Regions from separate parts of the Hordeum vulgare genome. Here regions 1 and 3 are each linked to region 2. A link is a contact called in public Hi-C data. All regions are on one chromosome and are shown on one strand. The core of a region is the stretch at or near the end of the contact, and the rest is flanking DNA. Distances in the headings are between cores, read along the strand shown.

Region 1 (3,996 bases), core at 173-2,672, 590 kb before region 2:
ATACACAATTTAGCCACCTTCCACCACTCATCCCATAAGCACGAGTGGAGTGAACAGTGGTGGATATTATGTGAGCCAGAGTAAGATTGGAAAGCCTTTTTGCAGATAGGAATATCCTAGCTAGCCTTTAATTCCTCACAATTTACCCTTTGTTTAGGAAACTGATAAAGGAAATTAATAGCAAAGATAGCTAATCCAGCAGATTCAATTAATTCCATACTCTTCAATTTTGTGAGATTACTTTCTACAGTATATAGGAAGATAGATTGTGCAATAATTCACTTCCAATCAATCACCAAGCATACCTTATATCAGTTATTATAGGTTGCTGAAACAAAGCCAGTTATCACGGCAAGGAATACCTGGGAGCAGTGGAGCTCACCGGGCGGCACGACACGCGCGGAGTCGAGCAGCGCTCTCATGGTGTGCGTCCCGATCCCGTTAGTGGGCATGTGGGCATCGAGGAACCCGGGCTCGACCAAGGGCCCCCTCTTCCCCGCCGCGCCCCCCTCCACCACCAGCGCACCGGATTCGTACCTGGGCAGCTCCTCCTCCTCCTTGCGGCCCATCACCTGGTCGATCGGCTCGCCGCCGCGCGACATCGCCATGAGCGCCGGGTCGAGCCGCACCCGCGCGCCCTCGCAGATCGAGCTGCCCAGCGTCTCGCTGTGGTGGCACAGGAACCACCCGCCGCCCCCGCGCCCCTCCGGGAGGACTTCCACGCGACGGGAGAAGCCGTTCCCGAAGTAGGCCTCGCAGGAGCGCGGCGGCAACGATGGGTCGGCGGTCCAGGGGAGGAGGGACGGGAGGCGCGGCCACGGCTTCTGGGGAGACGGCGCTTGGACTCTCTCATGGGTTTGAGCTTCGGGCTTCCCGGGGTTTGGAGGAGGATGGTGGGGCTGGAGGAGGAGGTAGAGAGCGAAGGAGACGGCGTGGACGGCGAACACGACGACGAGGATGCACGGGATGAGGCGACGGAGTCTCTGGCCGTGGCTTTGGTGGTGATTGCGCCCGGCCATCATCGCCGGCCGCCGGAGTGCGCTCCGCGCCGTCGGGGTTCCGTAGATCCGGGGGCCGTGTGGACTCGAAGACGATGGGGGGGAAGAGGAAGCCGTTACGCGTGGTGGGCAGGATCAGACGGTTGCTGGCGCGGTTGGTCATTCTCTGGACGGCCTCGATCCGGTGGCACATTCTCCTTCTGCCTTTTGGGTCTCAGCCTTTACCAGTCGCAGGTGAGCTGTCGCCGGAGACATCGCAGCGGTGGGCTGACCGGTGTGCGCCTTCTTGCCAATCGGGGCGGCGCGACGAGACCTGCCGGTGTTGCATACTGAGGAGCGTGGTCGGAGCACGGCATGCCTGGCCAGTGTGCGAGTTGGGTCGCCTGCTGTGGATGCCGCCTAGCTGTCGCCATGTGATCAAGCCAAGGGAAGGGCGTCGCTGGACAAGCATGTAAGTATCAATTCCACTGCTCCGTTACGTTCCTTCAAGAATTTTCATTGGTAAAATAATTTTTGTTTGAAGTTTAATTGCGCAAGAACAGAGAGATGACATTCAGATTAGTACAGTTAGGATTATTACGACTTAAATGAAAGAGCTGACTTAAATCTTTAAGTGTGGCAGCCAAATACGAGTAATACTCCCTCCGTTCATAAATACTTGTCCTAAAAATGCATATAATGAATGTATCTATAACTAAAGTAAGTCTAGATTCATCCATTTCTAGGACAAGTATTTCCGGACGGAGGGAGTATTAAGCAACTATTTTTAACGAGTTTGCATCATTTACGATAATCTTATATTAGGCTAATAATTCAAGCAGGGTGACAAGCGACAATGGTGCCTATCGTAGGATTTTTGTTGATCCATAGCTCCGCACTGCACCACATCATCCACCCTCCTCGATCTACCTTATCCCTTCACGCGTTTCCATGGCACCGATGCCTCGTTCTATGCCGTACACCACATCTCTCTCTCCCTCATGTGTCTTTGGCACCCACGTTCAACATCTCATCGGAGTTGGTTGTCGGCAACCTGAGGTCAATCTCCCCCATACGTGGCAGCCTACCATGAGGGACATTCATCTCGGTTGCAAGGGATTTAGAGGGCTACTACAAGCCGAGTTCAAGTGCTCCTGACAGCTGCTCCCCCCTCACACCTGTGGCGGGGATGCAAGCAACCACATCGTGAAGTGCAGCAGTGGTGGTGCTACAAGCAACAAATTCCAACATCGCGACCAGACGGTGCGCGGTGTTGCAACCACCTGCACTAGGAGAGTTGTGGCTGGTGATGCACGACGCTGCGAGCGCCTGCATGGGGAGATGCGATCGATGGTGAGAGAAGGTACAACTCGGTGCCAGGTGTGATGGAGCTGGTGGTGTGCGGTGTTGCGACAACCTGCAAACCCGTGCCTAACTTGCTAGAATCGGCCTCGACGAATTCTGGACACGGGGTGGGTGCTTGGGTTCCCGATGTGCTTGGGAACCGACGACCGATGCCGACATGCAGGAACTGGTGGTACGCAGTGCTTCGACTGTCTGCACCACAAACTACAACCTCGTGTCTAATTTGATGGAGCCGGGGGCGGAGAATGCTAGGAACGGGGATATCTGACGTGCTGGAACCGATGCGTGATGTGCTAGAATGGGCGCCCGACAATGTTGGAACCATCATTTTGGCATGCTGAAACAGGCGTCATGACATGACAGAACTAGTGCCATGTCATGTGGAATCGGCCAACGGCGAAGCTGTGGCCGTGATGTCCCGGTGCTGGAACCAACACAACGATGTGTTGCGATCTGAAATGCCCGATGCTGGAACCAACATGGTGGCAAGCTGGAACCAAAGTCTCCCGATGTTGCAACTGGCATGACGACAAGCTACGACCGGCACCTCGGTTTTTTGGAATCGTGACGACGATGGTGCTACGATGGCAGTCACCACGCCCTGGAATCTCTCTTTCATAAGATGTCGCCCGGTTGACCTGCTAACATTGTTGTGAAGGTATGACAAGCTTATGAGGGGTACCTGGCTGAGAGAAGCAATCGGATATCCTTACTCTACAAGCATGCATGCGAGAGATATTGATGAACACAAAAGAGGTAACAGTTGCAAGGTTCCCCACTTGAGGAAGCAAGTTCTAGCACAATCGAGTATAAACGAGTTAAATGCACGAAAACACTATTTTAGTGTCATAGCTCTCAGAAAACCATCACTTTACAAAATGTGACACTTTGCATCCTACCGAAGACAGTGACAAAAAACACTAGCAGAAAATACTAAGGACTTTGGTGACGTCACTAATCGGTCAGACCCACCCGTCTCGTAGAACTGACAGAATTTTTTTGCCACGTATTCTTCCTCCTATCTGTCTCTCTCGGACATTTTATCAAATACCTCATCACCGCACTAAGAGCTCGCGAGGGAGGAAGTCAGTCGGTGTACTAAGAAATGGTGTCCTTAGCCCCCTGACTTAGGTACGGGCAGTCGTGGCCCCCAGGCAGCAGCTCCTTGCTGGGCTCATCCTGAGCCCGGAGGAAAACAAGACCAAGGCTGAGGCGAGGCGGCAAGGCCCTCCACCAGCCTTTATAGGCGTTCACTCAGAGTGCCCGGCAAAAACCTGGCCCGCCAATTCGCCGATCCACCTCACCAGGGGATTGATTGTCTACATCAGCCGAGGTGTTGAGCAGGCAGGTGGGTGGACAGGGTTGGCAGGGGCACGCGGCCGTAGCAGCAGGCGCATCCGAGTCACAACGACACATGTCCCGCAGCGTGGCAGCAAGATAGAGAGGCAGCTGGGCGGACGACACAGAGAGAGGGACAATCCTTGCCGGGAGACGTCGTCCGTGTGCCACCTCACGATGCATTTATTGCGGCTATCCCAGTTCATCAGAGTTAGGTATTTCCCACTACCCACTCTGGCAAGCAGTCCCATCGTCACAGTTCGCATTGTAGACCTAGTAAAATGACAGTTATAGCCACTATGTTAACCCCTTTACC
Region 2 (4,562 bases), core at 1,956-4,455:
CAAAAACATTGTGATGCAGTTTATAAAGCTTTGTGAGATTCTCAAAAAAAAAATTGACATGCCACGCAGGGAGCTCCTATACTGCGCTTTAAGCATCGGTTCAGAAAACGGACGCTCACAGCCGCAGCTGATGGGCCGACCCACAACCACGAGCTTCACACAAAATGAATCTATTATGCCAAAAACACTCCAATTGAGCCAGGACCATTTAGCTCAAATGAAGCTCGCATAACCACTACAACTCCTAGGCATTGATGAACATACAGAGCCCGAGCATTTTAAGAACAATTGTAGCACGCTATTTATTGCACATACATATTAGAAAAACGTGAACTTTTTTCAAAACAATGTGAACAAAACTTGAAAGCTCACAGATTTGAAACAAATCATGAATTAGAAAATGTTCATGCACTCAAGAAAATTCATCAATTTTGGAAAAAAGTTCATTGATGTTGAAAAACACGTCATTAATAATGAAAAGCAGTTTATCGATTTTGAAAAAAGTTCACAAGTTTTAAAAATTCATTGATTTTGAAAAAACCTTCATAGATTATCAAAAAGGTTCACAAATAAAAAACATTGGTTTTTCAAAAGAAGTTCACAAATACGGAAAAAAGGTTCATCAATTTTGAAAAAGTTCATTGATGTTTTGAAAAAAAGTTCATCGAATTTGAAAAACATTCATCAAACTGGAAAGCAATTAATGGATTTCCAAAAAAAGTATATCAAATTTGAGAAAAAAATTCATCGTATTTGAAAAAAAGTTCATCGTATTTGAAAAAAGTTAATCGAATTTGAAAAATATCTACTGAATTTGAAAAAAGTTCATCAAAATTCGAAAAAACAATTTATCAAGTATTAGAAAAAGGTTCATCAATTTCATAAGAAAAGTTAAGCGAACCAGAACACGAAAAAGAAAAAAGAAAGAAAAAGTGGAAGTAATAAAAGAAATAGAATGATTAAAAATGTTAAAAGAGGTTGTGTGGTGTATTGGTTAGTACATTGTGCATTGAAATTGGAGGTCAGGGTTCGACCCACTCAGTGCTTACTTCTCCAGCTAGCATTTTTGGACACCGAAGAAAAAAAAAACACAAAGCTTCAATGATCTCGGTTTTGAAAACCTTCTAGAGGTTTCAACCGGTTTTTTCCTATTTCGAGAAACTTTTAGAAGATTTGTGAACTGTTTTTTTTTTCTTTTTTGTTTCTTTTTTATTTTCTGTTCATGTTTCAAAAGATGTTCTGGATTTTTAAAAAATATTCTTCAAATATGAAAAATATTCTTGCTTTTATAAAATGTTTCAAATTTCAAAACTTTATCATTTTACAAACTTCATTCATAAATTTGAAAAATGTTTTGGATTTTCAAAAATTGTTCTTCAAATTCGGAAAATGTTTTTGCTTTTTTGAAAAAAATTGATGTTTTCAAAAATTGTTGTTAATTCGAAAAATGTATGAAAATTGTTCTCAAGTTAGAAATTTGTTCTTGATTTAAACATGTTCAAAAAATTGTTAGGGCTTCCAAATTTGTTTAAGATTTTTTTAAAGTTGTTCTCGTTTCTAAAATTTGTTTTCAAGATTCAAAAAATCTTCATGCTTTTAAAATTTCTTCACACTTTCAGATTTGTTCTTCATTTAAAAAAATGATCAAATCGTTCGCGCTTCCAAATTTGTTTGGAGTTTTAAAAAAAAAATTGTTCTCAAGATTCAAAAAATGTTCAGGCTTTAAAAAATTGTTCGCTCTTCCAAATTTGTTTAGGAATTTTCAAAATTATTCTTAGTTTCAAAATTTGTTCTTAAAATTCAAAAAATGTTAGTGCTTTAAAAATTTGTCACGCTTTCAAATTTGTTTGGGTTTTCCAAATTTTTCCTCTTTTTAAAATTTTGTTCTCAAGGTTCAAAAAAAATTCATGTTTAAAAAATTGTTCATGATTTCTCAAAATTGTTCTTAGTTTCAAAATATCTTCTCAAAAATTTAAAAATATTTGTGCTTTAAAAATGTGTTCGCGCTTTCATATTTGTTTGGGTTTTTTAAATATTGTTCTCCTTTTCAAAATTTTGTTTTCAAGATTCAAAAAATATTAGTCCTTTACAAAATTGCTTGCACTTTTAAAATATTTTTTCTTTGGATACAAAATGAAAATTAAAAAAGGAAAGAAATAACGAACGAAAATAGGAAAGAAATTTAAAAGGAAAAAGGTATCAAAAAAAAAGGTAACATTTTTCCTTTTCTGTTTAGTTCCTTTTTTTTTCTTAAATTCAAAAAATGTTTTGATTTTTGAAAAATATTCTTCAAATTGTTTAAAATACTAAAAGAAAAGGAAAAAAAAAGAAAAAGAATACAAAATATTAAAATGAAAGGAAACAAGCAGAAAGGAAAAAAGAAACAAAAAAATTATTACATTTTTTTAAAACATAAAAAAAGTTGGGCCGGCCTAGTTAGGGCGAGTCCTTGTGTGTTGCACCTATTCCCTGCCACAATGAACGACAGGTAGAAGCTTCCCCTTTAACCACCGTCTGCAACGTCAAATAGGGTTTTGTGTGCCAGGCAGGCGTTCTTTCAGCCCGCCCCTGTCCTGAAGGGCAGTGCTGGTCAAAGCTGGCCAAACGGGTCGTGCTTTCTGGGCCGGCCCGGGTCGTGCTTTCTGGGCCGGCCCGAAAGCACGCCAGCCAGGCATGCCACGGGCCGAGCCCGACACGACTTAAATAGGCCGTGCCAGGCACGCGGCCCGCCTCGGGCCGTGCCTAGGCCTGAGGGTTGGGCACGCGGGTCGACACGGCACGGCCCGTTTATCATTTTATTATTTATTTATATATATATATATAGGGTAAAAAATCTAATAGGCCAAAAACGACCCAAAACACAGCCCAATATACTAAAGTCGGCCCAAAAACAGACTAACAGGCCAAAATTAGCCCAAATAACAACCTAAAATAAAAGAAAAACTAACAGACTAGGGGCCGGCCCGTATAGCCTCCATGCCGTGCCTGGCCGGGAGGCTGCGCCGGTGGGCCGGCACGCCACGGCCCGGCTAATAATCGGGCCCAAGCGTGCCGTGTCGTGCCGGCCCGGCCCGTTTGGTGAGGTGTACTGCTGGTTGTACCCCCACCTCAGGGCTAATTTGGTCATTTTTCACAACGAGGGGTACATTTGTAATTCCCCGTGAATAAAGCCCTAGGACTTGTTGGAACCAACACCTCACAAATTCCCCTCCGCTTCGCCTCCTTTGTTCTCGCTACGGCTCCCGCCACCGCGACGGCTAGCGGGCGCCTGCTCATCGGCGGCCACTCCACCGTTTCTGGTACTGCTGCTGGCTTTTGGTAAACTTGTTGAAATTGTGATCAGATTATCTCACACTGCAGCTAGATTTTAGATTAGTTTCTTCTTCCTGTGCTGATCGAATTCCAATCCTGTGCATGGGCGAGTCTTCCTATGGCGTGGTAGGAGCAGAAGATGTAGTCGCCATTGCGTCATTTTAAAGTTATCCCTCCGGCAGCCCCTCCTGGGTTCCTCCACAAACCCTGTCTTCCCCTCAGGCCACTGCCTCTCACAAACCACGCGGCCCCAAACCCTAGTTTACTGCATCTTGCCCTGCAATGTTTCCCCCCTCTAATCTCAGTTAATCTCTGATCGGGGGGGGGGGGGGGGGGGGGGGGGAGCTGCAGACAGTATGGGCTTGGAGGGTGGGGATCAGGACGATTTTCTTACAAAACTGCAATGCACGATTTAATGAGTCCATTTCTCAGGCAAAAATGCAATGTCCTACAAATCATTTTTGGTACTGGATGTTGCTACTTGTTTGACTGCACTACATGGTGCTGATTGTCTCAATGCAACTGCCATATTTTTACATTCTGTTGGCCGTTCATGTCGCTGATTGTTTGAGTGTTGCTGCAGTTAGTGTTGGTTGTATGTTTCACTGATTGTTTGAGTTCTCTTGTAGTCTTGTAATCCTTTTATATCCTGTTGATACTGAGGTGTACCTATGTCATAGTTTATACATTACACATATACAGGCATTTAAATTTTATGCTTAAGTAAATGAAAGGAACGAAAGAAGGAATATGATGGCAAATATTTTTCTTACCACAATATTTGCAGTAGCTGTACAATGCTTGTTCTGAGAGGATGCCATAGGAATTCCTACGGCGTATCTGGTGATAATGAATAAGGCATTGGCTTAGTTGGTTTTTGCTGAGAGATATGGTAATGATGATGGAGTGGCAATTTAAGCCTGCAGATATCTAGTTTCATCTGCTTCCTGTGGTATGCACATGTATTTTGGTCATATTGGAAGTTCTCATCTCACTCAGTGAGCATGTCTTCCGAGTTTTTCTATAGATAAATAAATCTATATAGCACTGACACGGATGATACAGTGCTTTGTCCTTTTAGGTACTCTACACATGCAAATGCAGTTAACCATAATTTAACATCTTCATGAAAGGACATTACATGATCTGGAAACGGATCCAGATGGGACCGGACTCCTGAAGCAAGTCGTCTATTTGGCTGGCTCCAAGGTGGAATCTGGATCTAGTGTTGAACCCGAAGCATGTAGTAT
Region 3 (4,427 bases), core at 1,290-3,789, 650 kb after region 2:
AAAAGGATTTTTTGTTTCAAGCATGATTATATTTTTATATTTGAGTACATAATTTCCTACTCCCCCGTCTCAGTTTACAAGTCTGGCACATGTACCTAGGTCGTCAATTTAACCAACTTAATGAGAGGCATATATTACAAAAAATATATCATTAGCAACTTTAGATGTTATATTTTCTAATGATATAATTTTTATGTTAAATAATATATTTTATATAAGTTAAATTGACGATCTAGATATACGTGCATGCCTTCTAAACTATGTGATGGAGGGAGTACTATGTCATGGTTTCCAATGAATCATGTGTATTACATTATTTCACTACACCGCATGTTTTTTCTACATCACGTGTTTCTACTACACTCAACATCACAGTATGTGTATTTCACCATGGAGCTCCTTCTGTTTATTTTCCTTCAAAATTCCATCCCTAGTTTCTACAAGAGAAATATTTTTTCTCCTTCACCCTTCCACACGAGCGCCTCCACGTCGACAAGGGTTTCGTCGCCTCTCGCCGATGCTAACGTCGATCGATCTATCTCATCTTCTATGGCATGAGGGCCATGGGGGCGCAATGGATCTTGACCCATGCCGGTGGAAGGGCTACTACTTCGTTTTACACACTTTTCAGAGTTTGATTAGGGTATATGTCTTGCTCACGAAGGCAAGGCGGCGGTGACTCCGTGAAGATGGAATAAGGCTTCTTCCTTCCTAGCCCCGTCATGATGGTGCGTCCAGCATCGTCGGAGGACGGGTGCAGGTGTGTCTCCGGCGGATCTCGTGGGATTCAACCGGTGTTTCTGTTCAGTTGATCTAGCGTGATTCAGTCGGTGTTTGTGGTCTGCTTTCGTCCGATCTTTGTTCATCTGCGTTTGTGTGTCTACAGGTTGGCTTCTTTTGGTCTATGCTTCTCCTCATCAAAGACGACTGTTCTTTTGACGAGCTGGTCCTTTGCGACCTTAGCACACCGACTTCTGGATTTTCTATTACAATACCGACTCCGGTGAGGAAGGGATAATGACAGCGACACATCTTTGGCTCGTTCCAATGCTTATAATCATCCATATATTGTATGCCCACATGGGTGTGTTTTTTGTTTTATTTTATGCCGCCATGATATTGGATGAATAATCAAAAGTTGTTAAACAAAAACGTTGCAATACGAAAAATAAAATGAGAAGAGAGAGACCATTCTTTTTTGGGCCGGTCGGCCCCCAGCCTTTCGATCTTTTCTGTCTTAGCGGTCCGATTGAGCCTCCCCACGCGTTCCTTCTTCCTCCTCGTGCAAAATCCTATACGCATCATTGCCCCTTCCTCCTCTGGCCTCCTGCTTGCAGCTCAACCCGCTGGCTCGTCGTCGCTGCTCACCGGAGCAGCTCGTCGGCTTGCCGGGTTGACCCGCTTGTGCCCCGTGTGGTTCTCGTCGGTCGCCGCCGGTCCTCGTCGCCCCTTCCTCCCCCGTCATGGATGAGCTATCCGCGAGCCTTGAATCTCGCCACCGCTCGCCATGAAGCGGTTGAGAGAGGGGATGCAGCTCGCCATGTCGTCGTTTGTAGCAAAATGAAACACCGGTTGTAGCAAAAATCGCAACGCCATGTGTGGTGTAGCAAAATGCGACACCGATGAAAGCAAAATGCGGTGCTGGTTGTATAAAATTTTGATGTCGGTTGAAGCATGTAGCAAAATTACGTCTTCGACCATGGACGCAACTTTGCCAGCCATGGAGCAGTTGAGAGAGGGGATGCAGCTCGTTATGTCGTCGGTTGTACCAAAATGAAACACCTGTTATAGCAAAAATTGCGACGCCATATACGATGTAGCAAAATGCGACGCTGGTGTTAGCAAAATACGGCGTCGGTTGTAGTAAATTTTGACACCGGTTGTGGCAAATTTCGACATTGGTTGTAGCAAAATTTGACACCGGTTGTAACAAAAATGATGATGACCGTGATGCCCGTGGTGACCATGCAACTCCACCGGACCGTCGTTGCAGCTCTCCCTAGACGCATAGGCTGGGCGGCGGCGAGCTCGCATGGACTGGTGCACGCGTAAGGAGAGGTCGCCCATGGCCATGGCTCCCGATCGAAGCGGAAAGGGAACGAGGAAGATGTGAATCTCAGGTGGGAGGGTGTTGCTGGGTCGTCAGGTCACGTCCGATCCAACGATTCACGTACGACCGGTCGTCGCGCGCCCGATCCAACGATTCGCGTACGACCGGTCGTCGCACGCCGGTTCCAAACGTTTCCTTTTTTTCTTTGGAAAAAAAGAAGAAGAGAGAAACCATTTGCCGGTTGCTACGCTCACCAATGGTGACCGGATCCGGGCCGTGTCGGATGCTTCTCAAGCGGAAAAGGGAAGCACACTGGACGGCCGATATAAGCAGCGACTCCACCTCCTCCCCCCTCTCTCTACACGACGACCACTTCGCCCACCACTCCCACGCCCGCACCGGCAGCGCCAGTTCACCCACGAGCGCGACGTGCGTCGCCTCTCGCGCCGACGGTCGCGCGCGGCGCAGGACGCGGGAACCCCCCACCTCGAGCAAGGCCGAAGCTGCCGCGAACTCCTCTCCTGCGCCAGCTCCCCGCATTGAGCCGCGAGGCTCGGCGAAACGCCACGCCGGGGCGGTCGCCGCCGCCTGCCGTCGCGCCGGAGTCGGTGAGCGTTGATTTTCTATTCCGTTCGACCGCTGCGCTCGTCCGAGCCTGGAACCCTGCTCCGCGATGCCCCCACCGGATCTCCGGAGGGATTCGTGAGCCGCGTGGCTCTGCGCCGGATTTGCTTCATTTTTTAGTTCATTTCTCTGTCTGGATCATTGATTTCTGGGAGTAGTTCCATCGCTCTGTTTGCGCCTGGGATCTCTGATTGAGCGGCATTGTTTCGCTTCCTTCAACACTGTATTCCTGTCTTCCTGATGGGAATTAGGCATTTCGGGGTCGTGGGGTGGACTGGTGGTAGTTTGCGATCCGCATTGACGAGTTTTGCAGCCCTGTTGTTCCCGTGAGCACTTGATTTGCCGGTGCGCTCTTGCTTACCTTTTCCTTGTCGTCCACGGCGAGCTCTCGCTGTGATACCAGCAAGTTGGTTGCAGACTTGAATAGTATTAGGAATTCCGTTGGGGCGGTTCGGTTTGGTTGGCGATCATTTACCATCTGCATTTATGGAGGAATATTGTCCAGTAGTACTAATTTCTTCATTTAAGATGTTCGATATCCAATTAACCCATCAGCAGCAATTACTGGAGTTGTTCTTGGTGATAATTGTTAATTTTAGGCAACGATTAAGACTTGCTGATCTACTATGCCACTTCGTGTGAAGTAGTTAAGCAGCGTATTTTTTAGATCTTTTTTGAGAATTTGGCTCTGTTAACTTTTATTTAAAAAGAAAGAAAGATGAATTCTAGTTTACGTGAAGTACTCCCGCTATCCTTCTCAGTATAACCAAGTAGCAAATTTTTAGATGAAGTTAAATATAAGATGCACGAGACGCCTAAAGTCTCTTATCAGTGGAGAGTGGAGTCTGTTGGCACCTTCCTTGATTTTGACATCACATCCTATATGGAAATGAGAATGCTTATTTTGGTTCAGAAAGTTGCCTCTTCACCTTTTTGAATTAGATGGCTCATCTTGGAGGTGTGTATTCTTACTACTGCAAACAAGTATAAGCCACCATTTTTTGTAGCCTTTCTTCTTCCGACCTGTTTGTTTTAAATTCCTTTATGCCTGAATTTGAATGATGTATTAGTTTTCTTCTGGCATGGACATTTTTCTCATTTTTCAGTCTTATTTGGATAGGCTTGCTTTGCAAACGTGGTTATGTAATTATTTGTGTCTATCATTTCTCCAGGAATCAGATTAGCAAATTAGAGGTATCCTGAAATGGGTGCCAAAGAGAATGGCGAAGTGAGAGATGAGAAGGGAGTTAGATCAGATTATGAACCATCTAGAGTTTCTGTTTCATCACAAAGTGAGGCTCATGGTAATGAAGATAATAGAGCGAAAAGAGCTTCAGTAGTTCCAAAGAAGCTCTTGAAAAAAGAGACCAAAGAAAATAGCCCCCGCATGGCCAAAAGCAGCACCAGTCGTCAAGTTCAAAACAAGGTGCAACAGAAAGCACCAAACAACACTCAGAACAGATCACCAAAACCTAGGAAAGCAGCAGTTAATGCTACTAGAGCAATTGAAGTTAGAAGACCAGATATTGTAAAAGTCCCTTCTCGCCCTCCATCAGAACTGTCCGAGGAGGCAGATGATATGGTTAGTGAAGCGGGAACCATGGATGATAGAGGCAATGAAGAGGCCAAAGAGATTGATGTGTTAGATGAAGCTCCACATTGCGATCAAAGTACTGGTACTGATGATGAAATTGCTGATATTGAAGAAAAGATAGTTGATGATGACAAATCAGTTTTACATCGGAAAAATGAG

The links. A called contact is a pair of places that touch in the nucleus more often than the background predicts.
Region 1: a Hi-C map of leaf shows a contact between it and region 2, with 5 times the contacts expected there. The contact joins the promoter of LOC123409924 here to the promoter of LOC123407154 in region 2. A contact is called at or near these places in 4 of 6 Hi-C or Micro-C datasets (leaf and seedling) and 1 of 1 datasets of contacts at active chromatin or transcription factors (embryo).
Region 3: a contact with region 2 is called in a Hi-C map of seedling, with 2.1 times the contacts expected there. The contact joins the promoter of LOC123407782 here to the promoter of LOC123407154 in region 2. A contact is called at or near these places in 2 of 6 Hi-C or Micro-C datasets (leaf and seedling) and 1 of 1 datasets of contacts at active chromatin or transcription factors (embryo).

What each region holds. Positions count from the first base shown.
Region 1 is chr7H:170,372,318-170,376,313 of MorexV3_pseudomolecules_assembly, forward strand. LOC123409924 (beta-1,2-xylosyltransferase RCN11) reads right to left here and starts at 1,423. Exons shown (of 3, transcript XM_045102796.1): 1 at 363-1,423. The coding sequence starts at 1,022.
Region 2 is chr7H:170,956,416-170,960,977 of MorexV3_pseudomolecules_assembly, forward strand. It overlaps LOC123407154, which reads left to right and starts at 3,206. Exons shown (of 3, transcript XM_045100222.1): 1 at 3,206-3,299; 2 at 4,446-4,562.
Region 3 is chr7H:171,607,844-171,612,270 of MorexV3_pseudomolecules_assembly, forward strand. LOC123407782 reads left to right here and starts at 2,540. Exons shown (of 8, transcript XM_045100999.1): 1 at 2,540-2,658; 2 at 3,847-4,427. The coding sequence starts at 3,879.